2 separate regions of the Lathyrus oleraceus genome follow, and region 1 is linked to region 2. A link is a contact called in public Hi-C data. All regions are on one chromosome and are shown on one strand. Each heading gives the region's core, a stretch centred on a gene start, on an enhancer-like site or on the middle of the called end of the contact. The rest is flanking DNA. Distances are from core to core; before and after follow the strand shown. Region 1 holds the start of LOC127107246. Region 2 holds the start of LOC127101172.

Region 1 (6,302 bases), core at 2,146-4,645, 360 kb after region 2:
CAAGAACTTGAAACCTTGAGTACATGGTTTCAATGTTTTCATCCTTTTTCATCTTGAATGACTCATATTGTTGAACAAAAAGATTAACTTTGGCTTCCTTGACTTGTTGGTTTCCTTAATAAGTAGCACATGAAGATTCAAAAATAGTTTTTGCAGTAGATTTGTCAATGATCTTTATGTACTCAGAGTAAGGCAAGGAATCTACAAGAATGCCTCTCACTCTATGGTGTTTTCTATTATATCAATGACATCTTCAAGAATGTCCCACAACTCATCATTAAGACCTATGATATGAGTGTACATCTTACTTTTCCACCATTCAAATTCAGTAGAATCTGCATTGAATGTAGGAGGTCTAACAACATAATTATTCTTTTCAGATGTACTATAATCATGATTAACATCCAAGAGGAGTGAGTTATGGGCTAGGACCACCATCACCAGAGTGATATGATTCAGCTTCAGAATCACTCATGGTAAATAAAGAAGTGTTTTTCTGATGTCAACTGAAGGTGAGAAAAACACAAGAAGAGGGTTGAATTGTGTTGGGTTTTTTTTCTCTTTAAGCTTTTTCTTCTTCTTCCTCTGATGGTTCTTAACCAGATTCTGAATACTTAGTTCAGAGTCTGACTTAGAAAATCTTGGTTAGCTTTTAAAACTCTTTATCAGATTCTGAACCAGAATCTGACTTAGAGTATCAAAGTTGACAACAGCTGAATGATAATACATAAGCAAGGAAAGTGAAAACAAAGACACGAGCAGTTATCCTGGTTCCTCTCACAACTTAAGAGTAGTACAGTCCCCGTGTACTTCCAAGGTATTTTTACTATAACTAAATTGATTACAAATGCTCAAGCACCAAACAAAAGACTTCAAATGCTCAAGCACACAAGTAAGAGACTTCCAATACTCAAACCCACAAGTAAGAGACTTCTAATCTCAAGTACACAAGCAAGATACTTTAAATGCTCACGCACTAAAGCAATAAACTTTTGACTCTATAACAAATTGTTAAGAGATTTGGTTAACAACTATAGTTGATATACAATTAGAGGTGTAGACAAAATATAACTTAGAAAGACTCTAAGACTTAAGAACTTCTAAAATATACAAGGTGTTAAGAGGCTCTAAGTCTAGAAATTTTAATAAAGTATCTTCTCTTTGAATGTCAATAGTTCATAGTTTTGTATTGAAGTGTATTTGTCTTCAACTTCATGGTCTTCTGCTCCTTAAATAGAGAGGAAGAAAAGAGACGTTGAATACTTTCACCAAAAGATTGGATAAATTTTGTACTTGATTAGACACATAAAAAAACAACTTAATGCAAGGGGAATTATTCGTTGAAGCTCAGACACCCATGAAAAGATTTTTCCTTAAGTCTTCACGTGATCAAAAGGTCTTTGAGTCTGTCAAAGTTTCCTTGAGTGAAGAGACACCCCTTCAGAGGTTGACTTTCATCAGACTTGATTCTTCAGAGTCTGATCTCTTCAAATTTTGATTCATGGCTTCTGAAGCTTCAAAGTATGAATCATCCGAGACTGGTTTTCTTCAAAGTTGACTTCTTCAGAGTATGGATCTTCCATCAAAGTCAGAGTCTTCGTAAGTGATCTTCATAACCAGAGTCTGAACTTCAGATGCAGAACAATTAATCTTCATATGTTCTTCGTATTATAAACCTGCATACTTGAATAGATGGTTAGAATATCCAATTATTCTTTAAATACTTTGTTATCATCAAAATCCAAGTGATATGATATCAACCAATATTGTTTCAACATGCATATTGTCAACTTCCATCATTACAGGTTCTCCCACCTCGAACTTTATTGGCAAGGCAAAAAGTGTTCTCAAATATGGTTTTGATAGGAGACCTGGATCTGGTTCATCTATTTTATAGTACATTCACTAGTCGAGTCTCGACCCCCTCATTTCTATTGTATCATCTGTTCACATCCATGATCTTACATGCACAGTGAAAGACTTCTACTAAAAAATTACTCCCCATATAAACTATATGTTCACTTAGCTTCTTGAACATATTATCATTGAACTTAAGAACAAAATTTTATGCTTTAGCACAAACATTATAGTTGTCTTCATTTGGTTTGATCATATCAACAACACCTATACAACCAACAGTGGTTACTTATGCCTTCTCCATAACAAATAGGATTCACCTAACCACATCCCTTGTTTGTGATCATGGATTTGGAAGCTCTGTCTTCCATAAAAAATTAAGTTCATATTTTAACTCGCTTGCCACAATTCAATGTTAACTCTGTATACGCTACATCATCGAAACATGATCACCTCACTTTTATGATCTCGATGTGGCTTGGAAGATGAGTCATTCTTCCATTGTGTTCGTGATTGCACTGATTCCATGAACCTTTGGCTTAATCTTTAATCTGCTTATATAGATTTTTTCAATATTTAAGATAACAACATTTGGCTAAAAAAGGATAACAACATTTGGCTAAAAAATGATGCATCTGAAATAACATATTTGCTGCATGGATCTAGTGAGCTTGGAGAAATTGAAACTTAATCACCATCTCCTTGAACCGATTCTCATATATCATATTTCTTTAGATGATCACTCAATGACCGAATTATTCATCATTTACTTTAATAATGTTCATTCTGGATTTGCAAAAGACCGCTTCATCAAATGAAACTCCTTTAATTTCTCCTGCACTATTATCAATGTTAATTAAAATGTACTTCTACACCTCAGTTGTAGAGATTTTGATGACCTCATTCACAAATCTTATAGAATGTGACAATGTAACTTCTTTTCTTACATCTCATATCTTCGTATATTATCCAAGTGAAACTTCATGACATGGTCTCTCATTTACCAAAGATATAAATCTTAGTTATTCAATTTACTATAAATTATTAAAATGGATTATAAATTCTTAAAAAAAATAACAATTACAAAATTAACATTTTCTTATCATACCATACTATAAACTATAAACTAAGACTCCTCTATAAACTATTTTTCTTATCATGCTAGATTATAAACTATAAACCAACAGTGCTTTATAAACTAGTTTATTGTGTTGACAAAGTAATTCTAAATAATTTCTAGATCTTGCTAATAAGTTTCCATGCTAAAACTTTCTCTATTTGGTCGTTTAACATGTTCACTTAGTTTAACATTTTCCTTCATTTTAAATTTTTTAATTAATTCAAGTCTGCATTTGAGATTCAAAATTAATAATTGTGTCCGTGGATGTGAATCAAAATCTGCCAAAATTAGAGTCAAAGCTTCTCAAACGTGAATCGCAATTATTTATTTATTTATTTTCTGCTTTAAAAAGAAAACTATCTTGAAAGAAAATAAACAAAATACTACTTTAAATATAACTATTCCTCCTTCCTCGCCGACAAGTTAAAATCAGAAAAGTGCATTCCCTAATAAGAAAGGTAAAGGAAACATAAATGCCCATATTCCCACGCCAGAAGCTTTCAATTCAAAGCACTCTCATCTACCACATTTACTTCACTTTTTATTTTATTTTATTTTATTTTTAAACAGCAACATTAATATTTTATACATAGATTGAGTTTCCAAAAACACTAACGAAATGACTAATCTCCAAATTCTAACCGAAGAAAAACCCGCTGAATCAATCAATGAAAATCAAATCCCTCTCCTAACTTCAAATTCAAATCACGAAAATGAAGACGAAGCTAATAACAAGACTGATACTGAAGTTGATAAAACCCTCGCGCGTTTGGAACTGTTTTTGAATATCTTAGGGTTCAATCCGCGTTCCGTTTTATACTCCGTCATTTGCTGGACGGTTTTCTTCGCACTAGGAGTGGCGGTTCCGTTAACGGCGTTGTGGATGTGTGACTGTTCGGAGTGCGAGAAATACGAGTTACGCGGCTGTGAAATGGTGATCGTCGCATTTCAGGCGAGTCTCGCCGCCGTTTCTTTGCTCTGTCTTTCGCACTGTATGAGGAAGTATGGACTCCGGAGGTTTCTCTTCGTTGACCGGTATACTGGAGACGTTGCTTGCTTTCATCGCGATTATGTCAACCAGATTTCGGTAAGTTGCCACGTCGATTGGAGATTTTCTTGTCTTGTTGTGTAGATTCAAATATCGATAGCTTGTGATGAGAAATAATAGAAAGGTTTTTGATATTTGACATTTTTAGGGTTATCATAACATTACTATTGTGATCTAAAATCAGAATTTGGATCTGGATTCACTGCATTTAAAAACACACTTACACGCATTAATTGATTCATAGATGATTGCATCACACCTTCGCCAAAATATCTTCAAGTAATCTTGACAATCTATGAAGCACGGACAACCGGAAAACACCGACAGTGATACCGGTAATAATTTGAAAAAAAATGAATAAATTAAAGGTAATCACAAGTGTCGGATTGTCAGGCCATACCTTTCTTCAAAGGTGTCGGGTGCTACATAGTTGACAATTGATTTGAGATCGGGTGACCAGAATCAGTAACTGTTTCACACATTTAATGTGTGGATCCAAATCATGCTTCTTCTCCTTCGTTCCTTATTTTTGGGAAGGTTTGATTTGATCCATGAAGTTTCAACTTGTTTCTGTAAAGTTAGCAACTCATTTTAGAAAGGAAAATGACTAATATCAATTGTGGATGATTGATTTTATTGCACATGTATGAATGCTAATATTTAGTTGAAATATCAATTGTGTTTAGAAATTACAAATGGAAAATTAACTGCCCTCCCTCTAAATTTATAGGGATCTTTGCGTCTATTCATTCTGTGGGTATTTCCATGTTTCCTTCTGAAGACGGCGCGAGAAATCAGTCGCATTTCATATATACAACATGGATCATGGGGGTTCTCGATTATGATTTTTATAGCTTTGATTGTATCATGGACATATGTTAGTGCAATCTCTCTATCAGCCTGTATTTTGTTTCACTTGGTCTGTAATTTGCAAGTCGTCCATTTTGATGATTATGGGAAGCTCTTGGAGAGGGAAAGCGACGTGTTAGTGTTTTTGGAAGAGCATATGCGCCTGCGCTATCATCTTTCCAAGATAAGCCATAGGTTCAGAATATATCTTCTTCTGGAGTTCTTGGTTGTCACTGTTAGCCAAGTTCTGACTCTTTTGCAGGTCACAGGATATCGTGATAGGATTACCATCGTAAACGGTGGAGATTTTGCTGTAAGTTCAACTCTATGTTCAAAGTGTTTATGTATTTAGATTGAAAGAACTAGTTCATTTTAATTCATACAAAGCTATCAGGTGCTCAAGCTGTGTTCTCTGTTCATATTTACACTAAGATTTTTGCAGTTGTTTCTTCCTTTTATTAACATTTAAAGCTTTCAAGGTACATAGATTGAACCGTCCATTTTTTTCCTTCAGGTATCCACACTTGTTCAGGTGGTTGGTATCATTATTTGTCTTCACGCAGCAACAAGAATTTCTCATAGAGCTCAAGGCGTTGTTTCACTTGCAAGCAGGTGGCATGCCATAGCAACATGCACATCTTCTGATACGTCACAAATGAGAAGCTCCGCGAGTGCAGGGAGCCTTGAGGTTGCAAACCATTTAAACTCAATACAGATAGACTATTCTGAAAGTGATCTGGAGTCGTTGGATTTTGGAGGAATGGCTATAAATACCCAATTGGTTTCTTGTATGTCCTCACATCACAAGAGGCAAGCTTTCGGTAAGTAAATAAACTACTTTGTGTTGAAAACCTGTGAATTTTACAAGTTCTTCTAATTAGTGGCAAAAATAAAGTACTGCCCATTCACTGCAGGGACTAAGTTTTATACATTTTTTCCACTTACTGACTATGCAGAGAAGTGAAAAAACAAAAAATCTGACATAATTTCAAGCTACTTAAAATGCATAAAGATATCCTATATATATACTTCAGCAGTGCAAGCTTATAAATTTATCTTGATTGAGCCTAAAGTAGTCTAATAATGTTTCACGCCGTTCTTTAAATGGCATAGGTGTATGAATTTGAAAGTATGATTTCGGATTCATTAATTTGTGATCCCGAATTTCCTATATAGTAAAACCCTTATGTTTCACATGCAAGGTAGACTTTTAACACTTAGTTCAGCTAAACAAAGTAGATTTTCAAAAGCTTAAAAGAAAATATGTAATGGTAATGGGTGAGAAACCGGTCACCAGTTTAGAAAATTATTGGGAAAAAAATCATTTTAAACATTAATTACTTGGTTTTCCTTTTGTGCTCATGATATCGAGGGCATAAATCACCATTTTTCATAAGTAAGATTGCTTAGGTGTTGTTTTGACTATTT
Region 2 (5,661 bases), core at 2,062-4,561:
AGAAGACTAATAGATTCTGTTGTACGGAAAGTAGATTAGATGGAGAGAAGTCAAACAACTAGAGGTAGAAGATGACCTAGAAAACTATAAGATAAACTATTAAGAAAGATCTTGAGAATAACAATTTGGATAGAAACATAGTCTTGGATAGAAAATTATGGCTGAATTTGATCCATTCTTGAAGTTAATGTGTTATCCATATATTGAACATGGCTTAAGTTTCCCAAGATATATAGTAGAGTTGATGTTTCATTAACTCTTCTTTTAACTCATTTTAAATTTTTTTAATCTCTGCGCATCATTTAACTGGATTTTCCCCCTTTCCTGTGAACAGAAATAAGGAGATTATGTTATCAGCTGGAGTTTTATCTTTGTTGGAGGAAATGATTTCTAACACTAGTTCTTATGGTTGTGCAACTGCTCTATATCTGAATCTCTCTTGCCTCGAAGAAGCCAAACCTATGATTGGCATGAGCCAGGCTGTACGGTTCCTAAGCCAGCTCCTTCAATCTGACTATGACATTCAATACAAGCATGATTCTCTCCACGCTCTCTATAATCTTTCTACTTTGCCCTCCAATATTCCATACTTACTTTCATCTGGCATTGTTAATGGCCTACAATCCCTTCTTGTAGACCAGGGTGATGATTGTACATGGACAGAAAAATGCATAGCTATTTTGATAAATTTAGCTACTTCTCAAGATGGAAGGGAGGAAATGGTATCAACTCCTGGACTCATTAGTGCATTAGCTTCGATATTGGACACTGATGAGCTCGAAGTGCAGGAGCAAGCTGTCTCTTGCCTCCTAATTTTGTGCAATAGAAGTGAGCAGTGTTCCGATATGGTCTTGCAAGAAGGAGTTATACCTGCGCTGGTATCAATATCAGTGAATGGGACCCCAAGAGGACAAGAAAAAGCTCAGAAACTCCTGATGCTGTTCCGACAGCAGCGACGAGATGAATCACCTGTTGAGACTCACGAGTGTCCTCCTGAAAGTAGTGATTTGTCTGTGCCTCCTGCTGAAATGAAACCTTTATGTAAGTCGATGACTAGAAGAAAGACAGGGAAAGGTTTTGGCTTTTTCTGGAGAAGCAAGAGCTATTCCGTGTACCAGTGTTGAAGTTCAGTAGGTTGTAAATATCTGTTTTATATCCCTTTGCCCTTCATGTGTTTCTGTGGGTTTAGCTTACTTTTTGGTTTCGAATGCGAAGAAAAGTTGTACATGCCTGTGTAATTTATGGATTTTGTTTTCTTCATTCGCTTTTCTCTTTGTAACATAAATTTCTCCAATCATAAGTGTTGGATTTTGCATTTTTGAAGTTAATGTAAATGTGAATTATGTCATATAGCTATTCTGTTTTCCACAAGTGTTTTAACTTTAAAGCTTGCCCTTGTTTTGCCTAAAATGTGAATTATGCCATATGGCTATTCTGTTTTCCATATAGAACATCAACATTGTTGAAGATTCAAATGACAGTGACACATCTTTTGCCAAATACAATGTCAATCCAAATATACACTTATATACATATCATTGAAATTTAGGCAACCAGAAAGATATTTGATTTGCATAAAAACAAAAATGGACTTGATTAACAAGTCTCTTTCAAGATTCCCAATTAACAACTAAAAAGTTAAATTGCAAAACAAAATAAAAAGACACTCACATTTGAAGTAGCCATCATAAGTGCTATACTCTTGCATGGTAAGACTTAACTTGTAACTTTTCAGTTTGGTAACTGATTTTTAACTTGTAACTTGCAAGTATCAGTCACCAGAGCTATAAGTTATTTTTGTGCTTGGTTTCCGTCGTGAAGTTGAAGTTAACGGCGACGAGGACTCATTAGCCATGCGGACTCAAACAAATCCATAAGTGGATCATATTCATGTTTGCTTTCACTTTTATAACCTTGGAATTTCTCATCACTTTCACACTTTTCAGTTTTTTTCTCTTTTCCTTCATCTTCACATTCATCATTATCTACTTTCTTCTCACTACTTTCCAATAATACTTCTTTGTATGAACTTTTCTTATTGTTAGCACAAGACCCTTCCACAGCACTTTTATTTTCAGCCTCTGGTATAGGAGGAAAACCTTCCACACTTGATGGATCCATTGGAAAGTCAAGATACTCCTCAGTCGCACCCGATTCCATCCCTCTACTATTATCACTGCAGAAATTTGTATCAACACCAATAGTTTTCTCATCCACGCATGAACTTTCACGCCTCAATGTCGAAACCAAACTATTCATTTTCGAGTTTAAAATTTTCAGTGTCCTTTCCAAATATGGAACTTGGTGGATTATTTCAGGCACATTCTTGTTCACTGCTCCATCGAATTTATCTGGCAAAGAAAGTATCGTTAACACGACTTCGTCAATTTTGTCGAACACGTACCTTGAAGGAGGAAACAGTTTCTCTGTGAAGTTTTCAGCGGCTAGGATGCGATCGTCGATGAAGGCGAGGATCGTTAGCCACTGGTATTGAATTGTATAGATTAAAGGTGTGATAAATTTGGCCAAATTTCCAATGTTTCTGAATGTTGAACCTATTGGTCCATTGATATTTTGGGTTTTTCCTATGGCAATGTCACCAATTGTTAAGATTGAAACTCCACATGCATGCAAGGGACGTTGCCTTGAACTCATTCTTCTTGTTGTTTTTGCCTCCTGAGAAATCACATTAAAACAATAACATGAGAAAGAAATTAACATCCCCTAAAAATTGGAAATTAATATCATTAATTATTATAATCACGCCTAAGTTTATTAATTAAGAATCATATAAATTTAATTTTCACTTCTTTTTTATGATATCAATTATGTTTAGGAGATCTGTTTTTCTTAAAACGAAAAAAGATCTTATAAACACAATTGATATCATTATGTTTTACGGCGAAACTCAGGCTTATACATAGCTAATTTCTTTAATTAATTACATGCATGCATGGCTTGAATTATGTTTTGTGGATATAAATTTTGTTGTGAAAGAGATCTGATTAAAAACATCAGAAATGTAACGTTTGAAGAACAATTTTAGATTAGTAGTAACAATAATAACAATATTGATATTCAGAAATTCCTGGTAAGAACATTAAAATAACAACGTTACAAAAAAATGGAAACTCACCTGGGAAAAAGAAGTGGTGGTAGGCATATATTGGAGATGTTAATTATGAGTCCACAGACAAATAAATTTGCAGGTAATTAAGCTGCAGCTTGAGAGAATTTATAGATCTGTTAGATTTAGGTTGGTGATATAGATAGCAAACTATATGTATATAAGTGTATATAAAAAGGAAAATAAAGGTGTAAATGGAAAAACAAGTTAATATTCCCCATAATGGAAAATAGTTCTGGCAGCTGGATTTTGTAGCTATGATATCACAATAAAAATAAATATATGTTATATTTAATTTAAAAATATGACATAATGATTTTTTTTCCAAGGGTATTGTTATGGGTGGCCAAAAGCTCCGGGAGCTAAGACCAAAATGATGTTAATGCACTTTAAATGATCTAAGATCTAAAGATTATAGATTTAAATGCATTTTTGGTCTTCTAGTTGGAGCGTTTTAAATAATTGATCCTCTATTACAAATCAACGATTCTGATCCCTCATTATTATGATGTTTTCTGCTTCCAATTTCACTAACCCCTTATCGTCTAAGGCTTGACACAATTGAATCCCTTTGAAAGTGTCTTGCCTTGTTTGAAGGTTATTCCAAAACAAAATTGCTACTAAGGATAACCTTTTCAGAATTGGTATTATCGGGAGTGGTGTTCTCAACTGTGTCACAGAGTGTTGAAACAACCTCTCATCTTTTTTTTGTGTCGTTTTTTTCCAGGTTTGTGGCAGAACGTTTGCAATTGGTTTAGGATAGACAGGACACTGCACATAGAAGGATTGACTCACCTGTCTCAATTTGAAGGGCTGGTTGGAGGCGAAGGGAATTGTATTCAAAAGTTAGTGTGATTTGGTTCGCGTGTGTGGAGTATTTGGAAATCCAGGAGTGACAATCTGTTTCGTAACAAGGAATTATACTTGGGAAATCTAGTCTAAGGGTCCTGTCAGTGTTGTAGTTTCTCGGGTATTTGGTTCGATGTTGTTCATTCGGTTCAGGTTGCAGTCCTGACGATGGTTAATTTTGTTTCTTTGGCGTGTATCTTAGGCATGCTGGTTTGTTTTTGCTTTGTTGGGGAATCCCCTGCTCTTGTTTTTTGTGGTGTGTTTGGTTTAATGTTGGCTCCGATTTTTGTTGTTGGAGTTGTTGTTCATAGCAGTGTAGTGAGGCATTGTTGTTCCAATTTGGCTTATGTCTGTTTTTGCTTTTTTCCTTGCAAATTTAGCCGATATTGGTGGAGTGGAGCATTTTGGTTTTGGGGATATTATTCCTGCTATTTTAGATTAGGAGTGTTCTATTTTATCCAGTACTGATGTTTCTTTGATCTTTTTTAATTCTGTTTGTATCTGTCTTTTTCTTGGTTTTTTGTATCAGGATGTCTTGGCATTGCAATTGCATTAGAGTCCCACATTATTTTTTTCATAAATAATTTTAGTGTTTATAAATGTCAACAATGCAATATCCAATCTCTTCTTGGGCTCAAGTTTGAAATATATGCAATAATGAATTGGGTTATGGGTCAATAATTCTTTTCAAATTTTCAAATAATTAATTTTTAAAAATATTAATTAAAACAATTAATTATTAATTTATTTTATAAAAAATATTAATTAATTAATTATCATAGTCATCAATGACATATCATTAAAAATTATTTTTTATCCCAATCATCAATGCCGCATATGTAAAAGTGGATGGAGACCATAAAAATCCAAAGACCATCAAAATTAAGGGACCAGAATCGCTGGATTTGTAATAGGGGAACTTAAAACACCCAAACTATGGGGATCAAAAGTGCATTTAAACTAAACAAAAAAAGGTTTAGAAAAACAAAGGGTTAGAAAAATAAATTATTTTCTACTTAAGTGAATATTTAAAAACACAAACCTTGAACCCAAGTAATTTTTTGCACTTGCAATCCATCATAGAGAACTCTTAATGAAAAAAGTTAAAGTGGAGGGTGTAGATAGTTTCAAGCGTTTCATGACGTTTCTTTATCAATTATAGATATCAGAAGACCTTTATAATTATTTTTTTAGGTTTGATGCAAATCATTAATGGTAGTGTCTTGAGTGTTGATAATCATAAAATGGACGACAAAGCTTTGTTTAAGGACGGTGATCAATATCTAAAATCATCACGCTAAGTTATCCCCTCGGTTTTGTTAAAAACCAAGGTGAACATGATTTTTTTTTAAAATTATATTGTTTATACAAAATATTGAAAAACAATAATACAACAAAAAAGAATTTTGCTGTAAGAAGTTATCTGTTCCAAATACTGCATGCATCCAATTTCTAGGAGTTATTTGTTCCAACCATTGAATGCATTCACCTTCTAAAGGAATTATTTGTTCCGACATTGAAAAAAATATTTTTCTGCACTTGCAATCCATCAGAGAACTTTTTCAAGCTTCTAAATACAACAACAACATCATCACCATTTTGTGAGATGAATCGCAAAAGAATGACGCGTTCGAGTTTAGAGCGACTACATATAAGTTAGGATTAATGTAAAATATATTTAATAG

What was found. Hi-C and Micro-C count contacts between places; a contact is called where the count stands out from the background.
Region 1: a Hi-C map of leaf shows a contact between it and region 2, with 9 times the contacts expected there. The contact joins the promoter of LOC127107246 here to the promoter of LOC127101172 in region 2. A contact is called at or near these places in 2 of 2 Hi-C or Micro-C datasets (both in leaf).

The regions. Positions count from the first base shown.
Region 1 is chr7:135,421,313-135,427,614 of CAAS_Psat_ZW6_1.0, forward strand. LOC127107246 reads left to right here and starts at 3,396. Exons shown (of 4, transcript XM_051044546.1): 1 at 3,396-4,064; 2 at 4,756-5,187; 3 at 5,389-5,695. The coding sequence starts at 3,597.
Region 2 is chr7:135,062,271-135,067,931 of CAAS_Psat_ZW6_1.0, forward strand. It overlaps LOC127101172, which reads right to left and starts at 3,312. Exons shown (of 2, transcript XM_051038510.1): 1 at 3,137-3,312; 2 at 1,539-2,676. The coding sequence starts at 3,163. The coding sequence ends at 1,828. LOC127101171 (U-box domain-containing protein 6) reads left to right here. Exons shown (of 6, transcript XM_051038508.1): 6 at 335-1,348. The coding sequence ends at 1,124.